Regions from separate parts of the Mus musculus genome. Here region 1 is linked to region 2. Evidence: chromatin contacts called from public Micro-C data. All regions are on one chromosome and are shown on one strand. Each heading gives the region's core, a stretch centred on a gene start, on an enhancer-like site or on the middle of the called end of the contact. The rest is flanking DNA. Distances are from core to core; before and after follow the strand shown.

Evidence for each region. A called contact is a pair of places that touch in the nucleus more often than the background predicts.
Region 1: a contact with region 2 is called in a Micro-C map of embryonic stem cells, with 4 times the contacts expected there. The contact joins two enhancer-like sites. A contact is called at or near these places in 1 of 39 promoter capture datasets (liver), 3 of 484 Hi-C or Micro-C datasets (the HL-1 cell line and embryonic stem cells) and 3 of 115 datasets of contacts at active chromatin or transcription factors (all in embryonic stem cells).

Annotation. Positions count from the first base shown.
Region 1 is chr3:68,540,034-68,544,935 of GRCm38.p6, forward strand. All of the region lies in intron 5 of Iqschfp (Iqcj and Schip1 fusion protein), which reads left to right. The region is part of intron 2 of Schip1 (schwannomin interacting protein 1); the gene reads left to right. Among named protein-coding and RNA genes, the nearest start is that of Gm22073, 5.2 kb to the right of the region's middle. Within about 2 kb of position 3,343, at least 114 of the 459 cell types and tissues checked have an H3K27ac peak or open chromatin away from gene starts, as enhancers often do. A contact at or near this core is called in embryonic stem cells, where this site is marked.
Region 2 is chr3:68,304,201-68,309,117 of GRCm38.p6, forward strand. The region is part of intron 4 of Iqschfp (Iqcj and Schip1 fusion protein); the gene reads left to right. The region is part of intron 1 of Schip1 (schwannomin interacting protein 1); the gene reads left to right. It also overlaps the pseudogene Gm5848. Among named protein-coding and RNA genes, the nearest start is that of Gm22073, 240 kb to the right of the region's middle. Within about 2 kb of position 2,276, at least 7 of the 459 cell types and tissues checked have an H3K27ac peak or open chromatin away from gene starts, as enhancers often do. A contact at or near this core is called in embryonic stem cells, where this site is marked.

The DNA of each region.
Region 1 (4,902 bases), core at 2,093-4,592, 240 kb after region 2:
TGCTTCCATTACTGCACTTGTTCCAGGATACCCTGTTTTCTGCTACCTTGAACAGGAATCCTGAAACATATGTGGATCCCAAACTTCTCCTCTGGCCACTTGATTTTGAGTGAATGACTGAAGTCCTTAGAAACCTGTATTTTTGTAAAAAGGAAAGCAGGGAGTGGTGATAAATTCCTTGCTTGGCACACACTTGAAGTTTATCCACAGAACCCATGTGAACGTGCCAAGCCAGGGAGCACTGGTCTTACCATCCCAGCTCTGGGGTCACAGGCAGAAGGATCCTGGACTCACTGGTCAGCCAGTCTAACCTGATTGTTGAGTTGAAGGCCAACAAGAGAACTTGCCTCAAAGGAAGTGCATAGTGCTCTTGAGCATGGTGCCTGGAGTCTTCCAGCCTCCACACATGCATCATCATCACACACAGATGTAAGCTGCAGCAAAGGAAAAGCAAAGAGGGGCCATGACTTTAAGTGTTTAGTAGCTCCTTTGAGAGTGCCTAAAGTCTCCCCTCCGGAGTGGACCATCCCCGAATCACATGCATTAACCCTGTAATTACTCTCAGAATCTTCGGGCTTATCTAAGATTCCCAATCAGAGATAACAGACCCTGTGTGAGGGTAATGGGTTTGCAAGGTCTTGCAACCTGCTTTCATCAGGGTATACCTGGGGAATCTTGTCACAGGTGGGAATAAATACAGACAGTGAGAACGCATGGAGATCTGACTGCTTCTCTGGTTTTGTAGGTCACAGCATGCTTTCCTCCTAAGGAATATTGAGATTAGGGTCCTGGCAACTATTTGAATGCTAAAATCATTACCTGTGTTACACATACACCTGAGAGTCACCTGAAGGACAGGTTTCATCCATCACCTGTTTACAGATGGAGAGAACGTCACCCAACTCCAAGAGCATTGCCACAATTTGAACGGAGTTGATGGAACTCTACCTCTTCAAGAGGTCTTTAGAATGGAATAAACTAAGGAAAGTTGAGAGGTGGCGTCAGTTTTGCCTGTTCCCTGGAGTCATATGTCATCCCTTGGTATCCTCTGGGGACTATCCCAAGACTCCCCATGGTTACCAAGATGCACAAGTGCTCATTTCCCAAGTAGTGTACATGCGCAGCCCATTACCTACAGCTCCCCAAATGATGAGCCCTTGGTCGATTGCATAGAATAACAAATACGGAACAAACATGATGCAAGTTTTTACACTAAGCTCTTTAGAGAATAATCACAAGGTTAAGATCTGTACATGTTCACCACAGACACAGCTTTAAAGTTATGACATTGATTTACGTCTGCATGTGTGCGCTATAGCACGTGAGTGGAGGTCAGAGGACAGTTTGCAGGAATGAAGGGGATCCTGGAGATTGGTTTTAGGTCATCAGGATTGGCAGTAAGCACCTTGAGTCCCCAGGAACCTTCTTAGAAGGCCTAAATGTCGTCATCATTGTTGTTGTTTAAAAAAAGATGTATTTAATGTGTGTGAGTGCTTTGCTTTCACTGTATTTGTGCACTATGTTCAGGCATGGTGCAGAAGGCGGTCAGAAAAGATGTGAGGGAGAGCTGAAAGCCACTGTATGGGCACTGGGAGCCGTACCCTGTCCTCTGGAAGAGCAGCCAGTGCTCTTGGCCACCACACCTACCCTCGATCCTTCTTAGAAATGGTTTTTTATCTGCAGTTGATCCACAGATGCCATCTTCAGTGCTGTGGAGAGCTGGCTGTGTTAGCGATCGATCCCTTTGGTCCCTTACTGATTCTCTGCTGAGTTCCAAAGCAAACCGTCTTTGCACATGAAGGAAATGCCTAGGCCTTTGAGCTCTGAGGGCCTGACACTGCTTCGGGCTGATAAGCAATGGGCATCAGAAGACAACTGGAGTGCAGGCCTGTCCTCCACCCTCTCGGCTTTCCAGGCACAGTGGCAGGAGCTCCCTGCTCTTGTAAAACAAGAGGATATAATTTTGATCAACACTTTAAAAAAAAACCACGTCTACTGACGAGCACATGGGAAGGAAGATGAACCAGCAATGATACGTTCTGCACAGCAACTGTAAAGGAGAGAAGCCTTGAGTATATATAACGTCCTCCTCCCCAGTCAGGAGCTGGGTCCATGGCCTTTAAGTCATCCTGCAGAGTTTTGGTGTCCCCCCAGTACAGGTTGGTCTGGCATGAAACTTGCAGCTTTTGAACATACAACTCAGTTGCTTTCCCACTTGAAACGCTTTGTCCCCTCAGTGTGTTATGTAAGTTGCCACTAAATGCAAATATGAAAAAAATCCATATTCAACCTGGCTTCACAGAGAAGAGATTTGGCTTTTAAACAGCTAGGACGTTCTTTAGAAAACGCTTCTGGGTATATGGCTGAAGCTCAAGGGAAGAAAGCCGTTCCACAAAGCTCTGGGTTCTATTTCCAGCATGGGATGCACACACACACACACACACACACACACACACACACACCCCTGCACACACTCATACCTGCACACACACATGATTTAGAATGTGTTTTCTTCTTTTACTTAATAGAATTTTTCTCAGAACTGTATCATTTTTATTAAAGCCCCTGCTGTGTTTCTTGCAGTCAGCTTCATTTTATAGCTATCCCACATTGCCACACCTGGTTGTTGCCAGAGTATGGATCATATGACTCCAGAGTAAGTTTCTTATCTAATTGGAAGAAAAGATGGGTAGGGGGACTTCCAGGAACTCTGTCAGAAGAATCAGTTGTCCTTAGCAAATTTCCTTGCCTCTCCCCATTCAATCTTCTAGTTTATTTCAATTATTTAAGTTTGTATGTGTGTATACAAATGTGTGAATGCAGGTGCCTGTCCTGCGGGGTCCAGAAGCTGTTAGATTTCCCCTCCCCCAATCTTTATGGGTGCTTGTGAGTACTGAGAACTGAATAGTCCTCCTTACAAGACCAGTGCTGGTTTTTAGTTGCCTGCTGAGCCACCTCTTCAGTCCCCGCCCCTACCCTCATTCCCACCTCCATCCCATTTTATCTCTTGGCTCTCACTGCCCAAATAAGGTCATATTTCTTTGAACTGGCAGCCTGGGCTATGCTGTGGGAGGTATTATGTAAATTAGCTTGGGCTGCAGCACAAACTCCAGCATCAGATCATCGTCTCAGAGCACCCAGGCTTTGCAGGAGGACGTCAGGCACCCAAATGAAAGTTAAAGTTACTGCTAAGAGGAGGGCCTGTATATGGAAGGGGCTACAATAGTAATTAGACTCGGGCTGCTGTGGGCATCTCTCCAGCAACGCCCTGAGCACCGGGCCCCGCCCTAGGTGCCAGGGCTCCTGGTTTCACTCACAACTTTTGGGAATCTGCTGACCCCTAGTGTCTTCAATAAAGCATTGACTGTAAAATCTAAAGACTCACTTCCCACCTCCTCCCTCACAGAAGCAGCCCCAGAGCTATGCTATTCACAGAAGAGGGTGGTTGTGAGCCAAATAAACCATGAGTTTAATGAGAAGCCTTCTGATCCACTTTAAGACACAGCACCCGGGGGGATGGTGAGATGGTTCAGCAGGTAAGACCACCGACTGCTCTTCCGAAGGTCCTGAGTTCAAATCCCAGCAACCACATGATGGCTCACAACCATCCGTAAGGAGATCTGACACCCTCTTCTTGAGTGTCTGAATACAGCTACAGCGTACTTACATATAATAAATGAATTAATTTTTTTTAAAAAATAACACAGCACACAGACTCCCATGTGGTGGCTTCCTACCTGTGAATCTAACACATAACAGGTTAAGGCGGGGTTTCTGTGACTTTGAGGCCAGCCTGAACTACTGGTGAGTTTTAGGGCCAGCCTGGGGTATAAAGTGAGATTTCCCCATCTCAAAAACAAAAGGCTAAGCAAACATGCTGGGGCTTTCCTGACCATTACTCTAAGAACTTTATGCAAACCTGGTCCAGATCTGGTCATCTCTGTTAATCATGTCCAAGTGGGTCTCTTCCCAGGACGCAGGATATCCTTTTGGAGGTAGGGCGTAGGTATGTGATGAAGACCTACACTCTTAGTGGATAGTGCCTGGGTAGATGAAGACCACCACTATTATTCCAGCATTGAAGAGGCAGATGCAGGAGGAGCTCAAGTAGGAAGCCCGGCTGGGCTGCATATAGCAAGTTCCCCACCAGCCTGACTGTAGGGAAACGGTTTAAAATAAAATAAGTAATTAAATAAATAAAGGTAGATTGATAGATAGGCAGGCAAACACATAAATAAGACACTGTGATAAAGTGAGCAGTCAATTGTGTTTGTAAACTGTATGGTATACAAAGTATTCCAGTATCCCAGAAGATACACCTGAGTGGCTGTTTGGTGCTGTGGGCTAGCTACAGTGTGCCCACACTGGTGCTGTGGGCTCACTGTGTGGGTTTTTATTACACTGTATCAGCTTGTGCTGCCACTGGGAGCCAGACCTGAGCCGCTGGTGAAGATGTGTTACCTCCAGCCTTCCTCTGGCCTGTGTGCTTGGAGGCACAAGACTTCCCCTGCTTTCCCGGATTTGAGTTGTAGGGGGCAGGGGGAAGACAGAGACAAGAAGATGACACCCAAGGGGGAAAAAAAATAGAGAATCTGTCTTTGATTTGTTTTGCTTGTAGCCAATTTCTAAGGCACGTGTGAAATGAGGCAGCTCTCCAGCTAGGAGGAATTCTGCACAAAGCAGGGGTTAGAAATGAACAGCTATGATCTTTGGAGGGCACTGAAGGACAGATAGAATCTCTCAATCTGGGAACTGAGGAATGTTCTGGAAAACAGGCAGGTGTTTGCCAGCTGGTTGGTTTTAGCAAGCAGAGCCACTGTTGCTGCTAACCAAGTGTCACACCGCTCGCTGCCCAGCGGCCAATGCATCCACTGCTGGGATGGCCTCGTCCAGCCCTTGCTG
Region 2 (4,917 bases), core at 1,026-3,525:
CCAGGGGATTCGACACACAGGTAGGCAGGGTTACAGAAGGGGCACAGAAGCATAACTTGGTTGTAACAACTTTTTGAAACAAAGGTGTGGCTGCAAGGTCATCATAACAACTTAGCAATAACAGGGTGGTCATAATAACCTTTAGAAATGAAGGCATGGTTGCCATTTCTTGGAACAGGCATTACAGAACCATTTGTAGTTAAGGTTACAGGTTGGGCAAGCCCAATTCTTGAGAAACAGAGATTTAATCATAAGCAGGAATGAACCTAGTTGGTCTTTACTATAAGATGGTTTTTAAGCCTTAGATGGAGGCAGGTTGGTTTGTCATAATCCACTGTGTGAGTTATGTGGTTAATCTACCACTGTGCTGTTTTCACAGTCTATACATTTGCACATCCTTCTAGCTATGGTCAAAGTATAGTCTTAAGCATTTCAAAGCCAAAATACCTGCATCTAAGGGCTTTAGCATGGAGGTCACCTATTACAGGCTCATGTTTACAGATGTTAATGCAAAATTCACAAACTCTAGGGTCTCTCTGCTGAGTTCCTTCCATCTCTCGTTTTGGGCCAAGGTGTCCACTATGTGATCCTGCTCCTGTTGATGTCTAGTACTTCACTGCAAGCTCTAACATCATCCCCTCCCAGTCAAATGCCGTCCACCAGTCCCTGCAGAGCCAGCCATTCATGTGATGCATGAGATCACTCCCATGCTTGCTTGCTATGAGATAATGGCTTTAGTATGAACCTCTGCGGTCAAACTTTAGGGATGTTTGGCTTCAAGACGAATTGAACATTTTCCAAATGCCAACCGTTTTCTATCAATAAAAGGAGAAATTGTATTGTAAAAGTCTCCCTTTTCTCTTGTTTATTTCTATAAAAAAAATCTCACTAGGAAACAGAGTACAGATTATCTGTGTCTAATAATCATCACTTTTTCTGTCTCATAGTGTCAGGTCAAGACGGGCTTCAGGTTTTAAGTATAGTCCACACATGAGTACAGTTCTAATGCTGTCAACTAGTTCCTTTTGTCCCGTTGATTATAATCCCTTACCAATAGTAGCACGATGTCCTAGAAAGAATGTAAATATAACAGACATATGTTGCTAAATTAATAAGTCATTGCTAGGTCCAAGATAAAAACCAGAAACTATGATTTGTTCTTGTAGATCAGAAGGCTGAGTGAAGGATTAATATCATGTATATGTCCCCAAAGGCAACTATTGACCAAGGAGAGTGATTCCTGCTTCTAATAGGTCAGTTGCCTGCAGGAAGTAGCTTTTTAGCCCATTGTTTTACAGACTCAAACAAAATACAGTTCTCAAGCCCTGTGGCATCTTAACCTTTAACACATGGTCTTTGTTCTGCTTTGTGTTTGCATTTGATTCTGAGATCTGATATTCTACCCCTTGGTGTTTGAAATCACGCTCTGTTTCTCTGTGCTGAGACCATCACTATCTCCCCATGTCACTTCCCTAGTGACATTTTACATCATCCCGACATTGTTGAACTTGCTGTCCATGGAAATTCCCATCCCTCTAGCTCTCCCCTATTGCTCTTCAGTCACCCCCTTCAGTTTATTGTCCTCATTGTATCTCTTTCCTGCTGGGTAATGGTTCTTCCTGCTGATAAGCTGTGTTCAAGATACTGAGAGGCCAGCAGCACTTGTGGGCAGTTCATTGGGCTGGCAAGTGTCAAGTGCCCCTGAGCAGATGGAAATAGGACTCCAGTCACTTTGTCACAGAACTGCCTTTTGTGATGTGCAAGCCTTGTAACATCCCATCAGCTTGGTGGTTAATGGACCTGTAGGTTTCCAGTCTTTCCTATATTAAACTGAAGTTAGATATCTTGGCAAATACATTTCTGTTCCAGCCTTGGTGCTGGTGCCATCTTTTGGGAGCAAAGCCAGCCTCAGTGTTTAATCACTTTATCTTTGAGGATCAACAGCTCTCTGTTCTGAGCATCGGGAGGAGGGCTCAGTGATAAACACTAATAGTTAATGTGTTGGCATTCCCACTAAAGCGCATTCTAGTACATTGTTCTGTTAGTGTCTAATAACAGCCCTCGTGATTACTTTCTTTTTAAGTCAAAAACATCTGCATATATTACAGTGAGTGAATGACTCTAAATCACTATACTTAGTCAGTCCAGAAACTAATCAGGACATTACCTCTTCTTAGAAAGCTAATGCAAGATCTGCCTGTTTCTTCCCTGCTGGGTTCCCTCCAGGAGATCAGCAGCTAAAAAAACAAAGCTTCCTGTGAGTTGTCTGCAGGAGCACCAGTGGTCAGGAACCAGCTCCGGTGACTGATCGACCCCAACACAATCTAGGCTGAGATGCTTAGCCATCTCAGTAACCATCATGAATATACAGACACTCCACTTGTGACCTGCAGGTGTGTGTCTTGAAAAATTGTATGCAGATCAAATTACCCTGCCAAGAATTGTATTGTAAAACCCACCAGGGAAATATGTTACTTAGAGGTGTCCTGCTGTTCATCTTTGTGCAGAGGATTCTTTCACCACAGCAATAATCCATGTTTTGTTTGTAAACTTAAGTCTCTAGGTGAGAATCTGCGTGAAGTGAAGGACACATCCATTTTAATGGAGTAAGGTAGATGGTGGTCTGAGATACACCTTCTGAACTACTCAGGGGGGCTCAGCAAGCATTCGGTGAAACAAAGGGACAAATTAGTCCCTTTGGAAAAATGAAGCTCTGCCATTATTCTTAATATGCATTGATGTGCGCATGGAAGGTCCCTCTCCCTCTCCCGCTGTGGTTTTGCCTTTCCTGGTAATTGTTTCCTTAGAGTAAACTTAAAGATTCTGTTTGTGACTAGGGCCAGAGTTCTTTTTAACAAACCACAGGAGCATCAAATACCCTTGACCTGAGCAGGTAAGGGCAAGCAACTGTTTCCCTGCTTCTCCTGAGCTAGAGTTTCCAGTTGCCTGGCAGCCTCTTCATCTCAGGCTCTGTGATCTCTGACTTACACCCTTGAAATCAACTCCAAATCCTCTTAGTCCAGGGTTCCCCCCCTTTTTTTCTTTGAAAATAGAAATTTTTCATATAATAAATTCTGATCACGGTTTCCCCTCCCCCTGATCCTCCCAGATCCTCCCAACCTCCTCACCCACCCAACTCCACACCCTTTCTTTCTCTCCTTAGAAACAACCAGGTACATTTTTAATTCACAGACAAATATCCACCCTGCCTTTGGGCTTCTTCACACCATCATCATCATTGCTAGAGAAACTCGGATACATATATATTTATTGCTTAAAGAGATTTAGATCTAAATAATAACCAGGTCATTGCAAGGGTGAAAGCCACTTGCAAAGTCTCTCTGGGGAGGGAGCATGGGTGTGGCCACAAACAGCTCCAGGGACTATTCTACATCCATCACAGGCAAATATCCTTAAGGAGCCAACCTAAGAACACCTGAGCTATTGTTGACAGGGAAGGAAAGCACCCCCTATTGTCTACCAGCAAGTCACAATAATGATGAAACATAGAATATAATTGTCTTGGCAACCAGACTTCCTCAGAGCCATGATCTGGTTTCTGTGACAAAAACTGGTCAAGAAAGAGACTCCTTTCTGTCTGAGAAACTGTCGAGACATTCAGACATTTTGATAGTCAGGTCACAGTGCTCCCAGGCCCTGCCTATACAGAGTTTTTTTTTAAAGGTCCTGACATACAGAAATTTCACAAGTCTACTCTCAGTCTCTTCCTCTTCCAAATGCAGTCATAGAAAAGATTTGAAAAGTATATCAGGATAGACAAAATTAGTAAACTCAGTATAACAGTTGGACCATCTTTAGTCCCTACTCCCACACTCTGTCTTCTCCTATAACCTTCACCCAGGATTTGATCTTTCTGCTAAACCAGGGTCTAGAACAGTTCTCTGTGTTCAAAATCTCAAATTCTACCTTCCAGATCGACAGGCTGTGTCGAAAAAGACAAGCAAACTTCACCTCCCCCTGGAAAGGGTGAGGGTTGTAATCCGGTTGGACACCTTTTGACATGTTCATCTTAAGGGAAATATGATAATGCAATTATCTGAGGGAAGAAGGAAAGAAGTCTTCGTCAGCTTGTCCCACTGCCTGATGATGCCAACCCTAACAGGGAGTTGGGGTTGACAAGATTATCAACTGTAAAGATCTTCTGACTTGAACTTTCTGCTCAAATTCTTCTCACTATAAACCTCCACATGATTAACATTGAGTCACTAATTAAGTCACAGTTTTCAGTATGAAGCCTTGGACAATGTCATACCTGGAGAGTGGAGTGTCATGCTTTTTTTTTTTTAATTTTCTCCACAAATAGTTAATATGTTACCTATACAATTGAAAATATATACATACACACAACTAGACACATATTTATATCCAACGTAATATGCTAAATATCCTTTTCTCTATGTTTATATGTAAATATGTCTATCATTATACTTGAATTATTTTATTGATTTGTGATGCTCCCCATTCGACACTGCCCATCTTTATCTCTAAATTTTACTTTAGTGGTTAATGTTCATCAGATTTTTTTTTTAACAAAAAGCACAGGGTTTTATTTCTCACCCTTTGGGCAGGGTTCTTCAGGCCTTTGCAGGGCAGGGAGCAGGCTCTACTTGCCAGTGATGAGCGGGTTCCGCAGCACCACGATGACCGAGTCCCCACGCAGGAATATCTTGGAGATGTAGCAGTCCTTGTTGACAGGCTTGGACTTCTTCTTGCCCTTGCTGCTCTTGGGGACCTCAGTCCACATCTCCTTCACATTTTCCAGCACCATGTTGCAGTGCCTGTCAAAGGCCTTCACCCGGCCCAGCAGCTTCTTCTTGTTGCGACAGTTAATGAGCACTTGCGTGTTGTTCTTGACCGACTGCGAGAGCACTGAGAGGGGACCTGTGTTGAATTCCT